Linked DNA regions of Rattus norvegicus: region 2 is linked to region 1. The links are chromatin contacts, called in public Hi-C maps. All regions are on one chromosome and are shown on one strand. Each heading gives the region's core, a stretch centred on a gene start, on an enhancer-like site or on the middle of the called end of the contact. The rest is flanking DNA. Distances are from core to core; before and after follow the strand shown. Region 1 holds the start of Ufc1 (ubiquitin-fold modifier conjugating enzyme 1). Region 2 holds the start of Usf1 (upstream transcription factor 1).

The links. A called contact is a pair of places that touch in the nucleus more often than the background predicts.
Region 2: a Hi-C map of liver shows a contact between it and region 1, with 2.4 times the contacts expected there. The contact joins the promoter of Usf1 here to the promoter of Ufc1 in region 1. A contact is called at or near these places in 4 of 12 Hi-C or Micro-C datasets (Schwann cells, frontal cortex, liver and 1 more).

What each region holds. Positions count from the first base shown.
Region 1 is chr13:86,245,440-86,252,036 of GRCr8, reverse strand. Ufc1 (ubiquitin-fold modifier conjugating enzyme 1) reads left to right here and starts at 3,547. Exons shown (of 6, transcript NM_001003709.3): 1 at 3,547-3,874. The coding sequence starts at 3,752.
Region 2 is chr13:86,375,109-86,381,705 of GRCr8, reverse strand. Usf1 (upstream transcription factor 1) reads right to left here and starts at 3,944. Exons shown (of 11, transcript NM_031777.3): 1 at 3,899-3,944; 2 at 406-498. The coding sequence starts at 413. It overlaps Arhgap30 (Rho GTPase activating protein 30), which reads right to left. Exons shown (of 12, transcript NM_001109077.1): 12 at 5,631-6,597. The coding sequence ends at 5,914.

The DNA.
Region 1 (6,597 bases), core at 2,298-4,797:
CCAACACCACATGTGTGCCTTGTGTCCTGGAAGTCCAAAAGAGGGTATCATATCCTCTGGAATTGAAATTATGGTAGGTGGAAGATGGTAGCTTATACTATAAAGGCTTATACACAGGTGCAGGAAGTGCTGTTGGGTGGTTGGTTCGGGTCCAAGCTTATTTGTGGGTAACTATACAAAACAGTTCTACTGACTTCTGTTTCAAAGGGCACAGAACATAACAGAATATGTAATAAATCTTGCATTAAAAAGTTTCCTAGTCACAGCAGAAATCTATGAGAAAGTTTCCTTATAATGGCAGGCTAGTCAGGTAACAGTTACCTAGGCCTTGGCATTTTACCTAGGTCCTAATACCACCACTGGCTGATAAGAAATAAGTTGGGGTTTTGTTGTTAAGAGTTATTTACCTTATATACATGAATACACTGTCACTTTCTTCAGACACACTTGAAGAGGGCATCGGATCCCATTATAGATGATTGTGAGCCACCTCGTGGTTGCTGGGAATTGAACTCAGGACCTCTGGAAGAACAGTCACTGCTCTTAACAGCTGAACCATCTCTCCAGGCCAAGAAATAATTTTTTTTCATAATAGGTAAAAAATGATAGCAGTATATGTAGGGATCCAGCAAAAATGTAAGAAAAAAGTTATTATTCCTTTACAGAGGCACATAACTAAATTAAAATAGTTATGTCAGGGTAACTGTAAAACCTCCTTTTTTTTTTTTTTTTTTTTGGTTCTTTTTTTCCGGAGCTGGGGACCGAACCCAGGGCCTTGCGCTTCCTAGGCAAGCGCTCTACCACTGAGCTAAATCCCCAACCCCATAAAACCTCCTTTCAACCATTATTCCCTGACCATATCACTATGACCACACACACACACACAAAATAAAATAAACACAAAAGATAAAATAAAGAAACTTTTATTTACCATAGATCTCTAGTGAAGATTATGAAGATGTGTGAGTTACATCTAATATCTTTATAAAGGGATGTGTAGCATGCTAGTAAGACCCAGAACCTTTAGGCCTGTAATACCAGTACTCAGCACATGGAGACTGGGGAATCAGGAATTCAGATACATGAGACCAGTCTCAAAAACCAAAGCAACATTGAGAATGAAGGGAAAGACTAAGAACATACTTTCAAACAACATAGGCGAGAGACGACAAGAACACTCTATTAGCCAAGCATGGAACAGAACATCTTTAACCCCAGCATTCCAATGGCAAGGGGCCTTTGTCTACATAGGGAATTCTAGGACATCCAGGAGCATACAGACCTTGCCTCAGAAGCAAAACAAATGCTCTATCAAACAACACAGGGAAATCATTTGGGAAGGAAAAACCCAACATTGTTTATTTGTAGCTCAGCCTGGGATGACGCTCACCATCAGGTCTGGTTTATGTGATAATGGGGATCCAACCCCAGCCTTGTGCATGCTAGGCAAGCATTCTAACACTGTGTTACATCCTGTATTTGTGTGTTTGTCCCTTCACTGAGAGGACTGGAGAGGTAGCTCAACGGTTACGTACTCGGTGCTCTTTCAGAAGAGCTTCAGTTCTCAGCACCCATATGGAAGTCTGTCAGTCTGGCTCCCGGACATCTGTTGCTCTTTCCTTTCCTCTACTGGCACTGCATGCACACGGTACCTTACAAACATGCTTGCAAAAACACATAAACACAAAAATATAAATTTAAGTTGAAGGGACACACGACACAGCACATGTATGTAGGTCAGAGGACAACCTTGTGGAATCAGTTCTCTCCTTCCATCATTATGTGGTGGTCAGGCTTTTGCTAAAAGTATCTTTACCCACTTGGGCCATTTCACATTTTTCTACTTGTCTTTTCTTTCTTTCTTTGGGTAAGGGGTTGAGGATTTTTTTTGTTGGTGGTGGTGGTGTGGTGTTTGGTTTTTTTTTTTTGTTTTTTGTTTTTTGGTTTTTGTTTTTGTTTGTTTGTTTGAGACAGGGTCTCTCTGTGTTGCTGTGTAGCTCTGGCTATCTTGGAATTCTCTCTGAAGACCAGGTTGGATTTCAAACTTTGAAACTCAGAGATCTGCTGGCCTCTGCCTCCTGAGTGCTGAGATTAAAGATCTGTGACACCACCTGTTGTCATTAAAATCTCGTTGTTGTTAAATAGCAGCCTGTGCCGGTCCGGATAGAGCACACCAAACCAACACAGTTCCCACGTGGAGAGATTTAATGGGAGAACGAGACAAGGCAAAAGTGCGAGGGAAAGGAGAGAGAGAGGAAGAGGGCAGAAGTCTGCCTTTTATTTGGAATGTGACGTAACTATTCCCAGGTGGAGGTGGGAATTAAACCAAAAGTTTACTGGGAATGTATGGCCGTTGCCATGACAACAGTGACAAACGTCGTCACTGTTGGAGGTAAAGGCAATTCCTGATACCAACACCACCGCCTTGGAACTTGTTCACCTTGGAACATGATCTCATCATCAGTGTAGACTCAAACTGACCAAGGTCAACTGTGGAGGCCTCTGACTCCCAAATGCTGGGATTGAAGGCAGCCACAACAGCTGCCACACATGGGGTGGTTTGTTCCTTTTAGACTGAGTTGCAGCAATCTTCTGACCTTGACCCCCATCTGTTCTGGGGTAACAGATGTGGGCCAACATACTTATTGAGGGTTCTTGGTGCCAAACAAATTTCAAAATTACCCGACCATCATTTGGGAGACAGAGGCAGGCAGATCTCTCTGTAAGTCAGAGGCCAGCCTGGTCTAATCAAAAACAAAAAGTTACTAGAAGATCTGTCATAGGCTTAGAATAGGCATTCAGTGACTGTCCTCTAGCCATTTGGGTGAATTCATCTAGGAAGGAATAATGTCTATATACTAAGTGTATGGCACACAAAAGATATTCCAAAAGATATTCATTAACTCTTTGAAAAAAAAAGTTTCATTTTTATGTTGGTTTTAAAACCTAAACACATTAATTTTTAACATAAGCATAGCTCCGGGCCATCCTGTATGTGTTTGAGACAAGTCTGGGGCATATAGGATCCAACGTCCTTTAAAAAACAAACAAGCACATGTACTTTCTAATTCAGTTGTGTTAATTTTTCAGAGCACGGATTGAAACTAAAGAACTCACTCTGAAGCACAAACACGTAAATTGCCCATCTTAAGAGTCAGTACTTTGGGGGTTGGAGATTTAGCTCAGTGGTAGAGCGCTTGCCTAGGAAGCGCAAGGCCCTGGGTTCGGTCCCCAGCTCTGAAAAAAAAGAACAAAAAAAAAAAAAAAAAGAGTCAGTACTTTGAAGAGTGTCTAGAAAACCTTTTTTTTTTTTTTTTCCCGAGATTGCTTCTGTCTTCACACACACCAGAAGAGGGCATCAGATCCCATTACAGATGGTTGTGAGCCACCATGTGGTTGCTGGGATTTGAACTCAGGACCTCTAGGAAGACCAGTCAGTGCTCTTAACCGCTGAGCCATCTCTCCAGCCCCCCCGAGATTGCTTCTGAGCATGAACGGAAGTCACTCTCTGAGCAGTGTCCGGTGATTTAATGATAGGTGCCATATTCTGAACAGAGTAACCCACCTCCATTCTGTTCTTCGGACGCTTGCGCCAGTGGGTCAATTTTATTTTCTTTCAAAAATAAAAGTCGAGTGCATTCAGAGACGGCCTTAAGGCAATACGCCTCATCTTCCCACAGTAAAGATGGCGACGCCGTGAGTAAGTTACAAGTAACTCCACTTCCGCAATTTTCTTGAGCCCTGGTCCAAGATGGCGGACGAGGCCACCCGGCGGGTCGTGTCTGAGATCCCGGTGCTGAAGACTAACGCCGGACCCCGAGATCGGGAATTGTGGGTGCAGCGACTAAAGGAGGAATATCAGTCCCTTATCCGGGTCAGTTTTACTCCTGTGGTTGACGGCGTAGCAGAGGGGTGGCGGGTAATCAGGTGTGCTCGGGAATTGGCTCCGGGTGGAAGCCGCTTCCGGTTTTGAAGTTTTAAAATCTAAATTCATATAAATGCGACTGTTTGGGGGTTTGGGGGCGTTACGGATGGCCGGAGGAAAGATGCAGAAGAGATTCTGGTTAGGAGCACAGTAGGGCTAGACCTTGAAGGAAAAAACAGCAGTATTCCGGGAAGGTGACGTGTCTCTTGCGCCAGGTGTTTGCTCTGCTGGCTGAAGGCGTAAAGAGGGTCAAAAATACTTCTCAGAGCCCAAAGAAGTCTCTGTGCATCACTGCTCTTCTTTCATTCTTAGTGATGAAATGAACGGGATGACTGTGAGGACTGAAAACCTCAAGTGTTTAGAGGTAGAGAGTTAAGAGATAGATATTTTAGTTATAAATTAGCCATCCGTTCAGCTAATTCCTCTGTTATGGGAAGAAAAAAATTCCCCTCCTTTTGGTGCTTTCTATCTGCTTCAAAAAACAGTAAATCGCCCGCGTTATATATTGCCTCACTGATAAATTGGCAGAGTGCTCTCTTAGCCTGCAAGATGTTCTAGGTTCTATCTCTACCATTCATGGATCCATTGACATGGATCATGCATTCTCAGTATCCAGGATGTGAAGGGACGAGGATTGGAAGCTCAGGTCATTTTAGACTACATAATGAATTCAAAGCCAGTCTGCTATATGAGACCCTGCCTCAAGCACAACAACAATAAGACATTGAGTTACTAGTACCTAGGAAGAGTATATAAAACCGAAAAAGTGGCTCTACGGAGACTGACAGAAACAGTATTAAACTGTGTTTAAGTGGAGAAACGGGACCGGACTGATGGCTTAGCAGTTAAGAGCACTGACTGCACTTCCAAAGGTCCTGAGTTCACTTCCCAGCAACCATATGGTGGCTCACAACCATCTGTAATGGGATCTGATGCCCTCTTCTGGTGTGTCTGAAGACAGTTACAATGTACTTATATAGAATAAATAAATCTTTTTTAAAAAGTGGAGACATAGAGACGTAACTAGGGTATTTTGAGAATATGGGGCAGAGAAAACAAGATGAGTAAGGTGTAGTGAGAATTCTGGAATTTTGGTTACAGAAACATAAGAATATGTTTTTGTTTTAATCCCGGGTGCGGGGATATGGGACTGCTTCAAAGCAGCTGACTATGATTTGCCTCTTGCTCTACAGAGGCCTGGGTTTGCTAGCTGCAGATAATTTCCACGATTGTGTGACAATTGTTCTGGGAAATTTTCAGAGGTTATATGAATGCTAGAGCTCTGGTGGCATTTTGGTGGTTGTTGGTCACTCAGGGACATTGGCTGTGGTTTGTTAGCAGTCTTGCACAAAGAAGAAACAAGAACCTAGATTCAGGGATTCCACCACCCCCCCTTTCCTTTCTCCTGTATTTTTCTTTTTCTCCTACCTAGTGATAGGAGATGAAGCTGGGAGATAAAGGGTGAGAAAACAAGAAACCATAAAGTAGCTAAAAGCCAGCTACAGTTAGGCTTCTTAGAAGTGGTAAAACTTGAATTAAAACTTAAGGTGTAAACTTGGGGGCCAGAGAGAGATGGCTCAGTTTGTAAAGCACCTTCCACTAAGCCTGAACAACTTTAGTTTGATCCCTGAAACCCACAGTAGAAGACAATTGGCCTTCAGGTTTTCCTCTGATTACCACAGGCATGGGTTCACACACTCCCCATATTAGCATATAAAACATAAGGGTAGGGGTAGGAAAAGGATACTCAGGATGTAAGGACAGGATGAAGAAATGGCTCCGTAACTGCCCTTGCAGAGGACCTGGTATGGTTTCCAGCACTTACGTGATTGCTCACAACCATCCATAACTCCAGTCTCAGGGGATCCGATCCCCTCTTCTAGTCACCATGAGTAGAGGATGCGAGCTAGGAACAGCATGGTATAAGGAGAAAGCTTATAATTTTAGCACTGGGGATGCTGAGGTAGAAAGAGTGCAGCTAGCTTGGACAGTTTCAAAGCCTTCTTGAGTTATGTCTTAGGGATTTACTGCTGTGAACAGACAACACAGTCAAGGCAAGTCTTATACGGACAACATTTAATTGGGCCTGGCTTACAAGTTCAGAGGTTCAATCCGTTATCATCAAGGTGGGAACAAGGCAGCGGCCAGGCAGGCATGGTGCAGGAGGAGCTGAGAGTTCTACATCTTCATCTGAAGGCTGCTAGCAGAATACTCACTTCCAGGCAGCTAGGATGAGGGTCTTAAAACCCAACCCAGGCTGGTTAGATGGCTCAGTGCTTAAGAGCACTGACTGCTCTTCCAAAGGTCCTGAGTTCATATCCAGAAACCACATGGTGGCTCACAGCCATCTGCAATGAGATCTGATGCCCTCTTCTGGTGTGTCTGAAGACAGCTACAGTGTACTTATATATAATAAATAAATAAATAAACAAATAAATAAATAAATAAATAAATAAAATCTAAGAAAACCACACCCACAATTCTACACCTATTTCAACAGGGCCACCTTCTTTTTTTTTTTTTTTTTAAGATTTATTTAGATGGTTGTGAGCCACCATGTGGTTGCTGGGAATTGAACTCATGACCTCTGGAAGAGCAGTCGGGTGCTCTTAACCGCTGAGCCATCTCTCCAGCCCCACAGGGCCACCTTCTAATAGGGGCACTTACTCCCT
Region 2 (6,597 bases), core at 2,695-5,194, 130 kb before region 1:
CCATATACATAGACTATAAGCACTAAGTGCTTACAAGCTATAAGCACTTTTTTTGTTGGTTGGTTTTGTTTTGTTTTTCAAGAAAGGGTTTTTCTTTGTGTAGCTCTGGCTGTCCGGGAACTTGTTTTGTGGACTAGGCTAACCTTGAACTCAGAGATAAGCCTGTCTCTGCCTCCACAGTGCTGAGATTAAAGCCACACACCACCACCGCCCAGCATACTATCTTGATACTAATAACAGCACATGAAGTAAACAGTGTACAGTTTTATAGATAGGGAAATGAAGTCACATAGCGGATAAGTGTTGGAGCTGGGACCTGAACCCAGGTCTTCCCCAATCTAATGCTCAGTCATTCTGCATTCTCCCAGGCCACCCTTCTCTTCCCAGACAGCCCTCTTCACTTACCCCTTCATCTCTCTGTGAGGGGGCTCATCCGAGGCACTGGTCTTTTTTTGGAGGACCTCGTATCTCCTGACGCCAAGGTCTGAATGCTAAATCCTGGTGGGAATCAGAGTCTGCAGTGAGGCAAAGCAACTGAACAGGCATCCCAGGCTCCAAGAAGACGCAACCAGGAGATAAACCAATCATCCTCAAAGAGCAGTCAGCTCTCCCAATTCTGATGGCAAGGCTGGCCTGCAATGACCAAAAAAGCAACTCTTCATGGGACATGGTGGCTTACTCCCTGGAATCCTGACACTCAGGAGAAAAGAGACAGGAATGGTACAAGCTTGAGGCTGGCCTTGGGTATAGAATGAGACTTTATTACAGAGGAAAAGAACCAGGTGTGTGCTTGCCCGTGCCTATAATACCAAAACACAGGAGGTGGAGGCAAAAGAATTAGTTCAAGGCCACCCTGGGGTGCAAAGCTAGTCTCACACTAGGCTGGGCTACAAGAACTTGTCTATAAACAAACAGAACCAAGAGGTGGCTCAAAAGACACTCGGAACGAAAAGTCTCAGAATGAATGTGAGTACCGAAACCTACACAAGAATGGTATGCAGTAAAAAAAAAAGGGGGGGGGGGTTGGGGATTTAGCTCAGTGGTAGAGTGCTTGCCTAGCAAGCGCAAGGCCCTGGGTTCGGTCCCCAGCTCCGAAAAAAGGAAAAAAAAAGAAGAAAAAAAAAAAAGAAAGAAAGAAAGAAAGAAAAGAATGGTATGCAGTAGTGCGAGCGTGTATAACCACAGGGCACGTCGACAGAGAGCTAGACATGAGAGAATCTCCAGAAGTGGGGTGCCAACTGTAGCCACGAAGAGTCCCTGTCTCCAGGAACGTGGAAAGACAAGAAATGATCACAAGGCTCTCCTCTGACCAAGAGAAAGGCTGTTAGTATGGCGCAGGAAGCAGGGTGTGGTGGCAGCGCCTAATTCCAGTACTTGGGAGACAGAAGCAAGTGGGTCTCTGAGTTCAAGGCTGGCCTGGGCTAGAGTTTTAGGGCAGCCAGGGCAACACAAAGAACCCGTATCTCAAACAAACCAAACCAAAACAGACAGACAAAAAGCAACTCCTGAAAGTTGTCCTGACCATCCCAGGTACCCAGCCCATCGCACACATGTATGTGCACGTACACACCATAAACATGTATGTGCACGTACACACCATAACCTGTCCGTCCGTCCGTCCTTCCTTCCTTCCTTTCTGAGACAGGGTTTCTCTTGTAGCCCTGATCCTCCTAGAACTCACTCTGTAGATCAGGTTGGCCTCTGAACTCAGAGATCCTGCCTGCCTCTGCCCACCTAGTGCTAGGATTAAAGGCATGGTCACCACCACTCAGCTGCTCCTCCATTTTCATCCCAACTCCTGGTGGCAAGGAGAAAGTTATCCTTGAAGACTGAGAAACAATGTGTCTCAGGGTGCGTATTTGAAGCTATTACAGATTATTACTAAAGCCATTATACTCGATGACAGCAGCTCCTTAGGAATAGCAAGGGCAAAGTTTAGACCACCACTATCCAAACTATTAACTAACACCCACCACATCATAACCAACCTACCTACCTACCTACGGTCCATCTGGTTCCAGCTTCTCAGACACAGACTGCAAAAAGAAATTCAAAGCTGGGAGGTAGTGGTTGGATCCTTTGATCCCAACACTCAGAAGGCAGAAGCAGGCAGATCTCGGAGTTCAAGGCCAGCCTGATCAACAGGGTGATCAACAGGGTGAGTTCTAGGACAGCCAGGGCTACACAGAGAAACCCTTTCTACAAAAAAACAAAAAAGAACATTCTAAAAAGACATTCTAGTCCTCACCAGGGGTTTTGGTGCACACAGTCCCAGCACTTAGGGGGCAGAGGCAGGTGATTCTCTGTGAGTTCAACGCCAGCTTGGTCTACAGAGTTTCAGGACAGCCAAGGCTATGTATAGAGAGATCCTGCTTCAAAATCAAGTAAGAACAGAAAATGCATTCCAGTCCTCTCTAAGAAGGGAAAAACTGACATGTTTTTTGCCACTGGGAAACCATCGCTAAACATAAAACTGAGGTTTGGCTCTTGGGCATCATTCTGCTATCAGGGCTCTTGTTTTGTGAGAGTCCAGATTTACAGCATCTGTTACAAACACCAGTGCCCAAGTGCATCATATTCAAGGCTTCTTTATTTTATTCAGCAAGGCTTCCTGTAGAGCAACACAGTTGCTAAAATGTTGCCATGACAACTCCAAATCAACTAAGCCTCAGGAGGAGGGGGGAAAAACCTCCAGGCTCAGGGTTCTGAAGAAGACAATGGGGGAGGAGTCCATCTACAATGTTCCTGCCTTAGGACTTTTGACAACCCGCCAGAGAAAAGGAAAAACAAAGGACTGTACAGACAGATGCCTCCAGAAAGAAACAGCTACACAGTACAAAGCAATAAAATAATCTCAACAAGAAAGAACAAGATTTTTAAAATGCTCTACCCGTATAATCCTCCAAACCTTTCTAATCCAAGGAAAATCTTAGTTTAGCGGATAATATGCCTTGGAAAGACCGTGTGCAAAGAAAACGGTAACATCATCATCAACAACAAAAACAACAACAAAAAGGAACTGAAAGTGAAACTGTCCGTACAAAGTAATGCTGCAAAGGGAGGCAGAGTCCGGGCTTGGGGACCACCTAGGTCTCCATCCTCTAACGGGAGGAACTCTTCCTCCTCCCAAGCTTGTTGCATGGCCAGCAGGAGGAGGCAATGAAAGAGAGGGCAAGGCACAGAAGGCAACTGTATAGCCCACAGCTGTCAGCGCAACTTCTGAGGCCACCCAGCAACGGCGTTAGGCTACTTACTCAAATCTTGGTTGTACATCCGGAAGCGTTTCCTGAGCATTAATAATATGTGACACGGAAATCAGCCTAGGATGTTGTGGTTTGCATGCTCAAAAAAAAAAGGAGGGCCCAGCAAACGTCCTCACCAAGCACAGACGCAAAGGCAGAAAGAAAAAAAAAAGAAATAAAAGAAACACGCACACAAATAGATCAAGTTCCCAAAGAATTCAGGCGCCGGGACCTTGCCTGAGAACGAGGCGTCTCCCTCCAGGCCCACCAACTAGTAGTAGGCGCTTGGGGACTTGAGCACCCGCCAGGCGCGAGCCCCACAGCCCGCGCGGTGACCCCGCCGGCCCAGCCCCGCTCGCCCACGCCCCAGCTGCTCCGCGGAGGAGAGACGGGTTAGGACGCCGGAGACCTCCCGAGGCCTGAGGCTCGCAGCTGAACACCGGGGGCGGGTGGGACGTGTGCACTCCAGGGCGGGGAGCGAGCCTGGCCCACAAAGCAGGGCAGGAGATAAAGAGCCAGGCACGGCCCCCTCCCCCAAAACAAAGGCTCCGTGCCCAGGCGTGGCCTTGCCTGAGAAAAATCTAGCAAAAACCAAAGGTGCCCCGCCTTGCCGATCCACCCCGTCTCCGGACTCTGGCCCGCTCCAACGCACTCACCGGCCCAGGCCGCTTCAGTCGCCAATTTCCCCCGGCAGCGTTCTCCGTCTTTGGATCTAGGTCTCTCCATAGACAGCTGCTCATGCGCAGTCCCAGCCTGCGGCCATATTGGTGAGGGGCGGAAGTGTGTCCTCGACCCGCCCAACCTACAGACAGCCCCAGAGCTGCCGCACTTCCGTTCACTTCAAACTTGATGCGGTCTAGAACCGACCTGGAGATGTGAGTTGATACGGGCTCAGAAGAGAAACAGTATCGTTGGGAACGTCGCTAGAGTCCTACTTGCTTTCAGCAAGAACCAGGAAAAAAAAAGAACGACTATATTATATTTCCATCTTTGTGGTAGGCGGAGCCTTTTTTTAGTTCCAGTCAAAGGAAGTAGAGGGAGAAACGGCGTTCTTAGGCGCCATCTTTCATAAGGGCAATTTGGGACGCCATCTTGGATCAGGGCATCATTTTGAGGGGTTTCCAAGTGGAGTTTGGGACATTTCTGGGCGTACGTGGATCTGAGTATATTCCTTTGTATTAGCGTCAACAATACTCTGAAGATCTTATAGCTTCCAGTTTACCTCATTTGTGTGACTATTTTGATTACCATTTTCCTGGGTGTATACCCAGAATGATTTTGGAATAGTGAAAACACCCAGAATGATTTTGGAATAGTGAAGTGTAATAGGTAGAATTCAGATTCTGAAGTCATTCGGACCCTGAACTGACACCCTTTTGTTTTTTGTTTTTTTTTTTTCTTTTGTTTCTTTGTTTTTTTCTTTGAGATAAGGTCTCTTTACATAGTCCTGAACTGCCTGTCCTACATAAATCATGCTGGACTCAATACACGAGATCTCCCCCCAACCCCTAACTGCTAGGATTAAAGACATGCCACCACACCTAGAAACGGCCATTTCTTGACTCTGAGATCTTTGATAAGCATTTTTACTTAGTTACAACTTAATCTCCTCAATGTCCCTGTAAAATTCGAATGCCAATTCACCTTCACCAAATTAGTGGATTGAATAAATTCAAGAGTTTTTAAGCATACAAATCTAGCCCAATTCCTGGCATTAGTTGAACATTATGTAAATACAGTTTTCTCTTCCCCATTTCTTGACCACCGTGAACCCAGTTCTACTTTCTAGCCACAGGTTTCCATGACAACTGAGGAAGAATATCTAAATAAGAAAAAACGAGATATGTACATTTTGGCAACAAATGTGATCCCTTTCACCCAAAACTTTAATAAAAGTAAGTACATACACAATTTAAAAGTAAAAAAAAAAAAAAAATCAGCTTTTATTATCAAACAGCCACCATTGCTAAATGGGACCTGTAGTCCCAGCTTGAGTAGAGACAGTGGTAGGGCCAAAGTGACAAAATTTTCTTTTCCTAAAATGGGAGGAGGTTATTCTAATGGAGGTTATTCTAATGGGGAAAAGAAACATCAGTGAGATCTGTATAGGACCTCTTCTGTAAAACAATTGAAGGCAGAGATGTCATCCATTCTCTTCAGCAAACACTGAGGACTTTAAAGAACTTCTTGGATATATGTTTCTCCTACTCTGAAACTAAAGAGGGTCAGGAGATGGACAAAAATCTGGGAACAAAACAGGGGTGAGCTATTCTATATCTGGTCCTATATCTCCCACATCTACCCTAGACTTCTGTGAACAGAAGTTCACAGTCTTAGAAGAGGGCGGGAGTTTGTCTGGAATTCCCCCTCTGTATTAAATTTAGAATAAAAACCGTAAGCTTCTACCTTCCCTATGTTTTGGCTAATAACACAGTTCCATGGAAACAAGATCTTTTATATTCCTTAAGACTCTGCTAAGACATAAGTGCTTTTTGTGTCTAACACAAACTCAAGTACACCCACCAAGGCAGTGCCTCCTAAGGTCAAAACAAGTAACTGGAGGACCCAAGCCTATGGAATTAGACATCACAGCTGCTAAGGCATCAAAGATAGTTAGGCAAGTACTCCAGAGATTGGTGATGATTTCTTGGTCCTTCTTGTCCAGTCTTCATCACACCCTTTCATCTTTCCCATGATTGGTCTGTGTTTCAAATGCATATGTCTGGCGCTGAGGGACCACAAGAGGTACAGCAGGGTGAAGCTCTCTAGGGGGCAGACTAAACCGACTCCTGGGCTCAGACCCTTCTATGGCATCAGGTGGGAGCTCCAGACAGCTAAAGGGCCGGGAAGAATGGGCAGGGATCATGCTACAAGGAGAGGTTCTGGAATTGAGGCTATAATCCCCACCTCCAGTACAGGTCTGGGTCCGCCGAACTCCCTGAGCTTCGGTCCTCTGGCGTTCCCGGGCCAGGGCCACAGCAGCATCAAAAGAAAGACTACCTCCATTCCTCCAGGAAGCTCGAGAACTCCATTTTTCTCCAGGAGTCCCATCAAGCCTACCAGGCCTTGGACATGGGTTTGCTGGTGCTATGTGGATCTTGCTACACATTGCACTGGGCATCTTGGCAAACTGTGGTTTGGGGGGCACTACAGGAACAGAACGGACCTGTCGGACCTGAACTAGGGTGGAAGCCAGACGCATGCCCACACCACCAGTTGACCCACAGGGACAAGAATACATGTCACATGTCTCAGGGTTGAGCTGTCCCTCAGCCTCCATCCCTTCCATTTCAGATGGCTGTACGGGGGCTTGTTCCATTTCAGAGGTTTCATTGATTTCTTCTGTGCTGGCAAC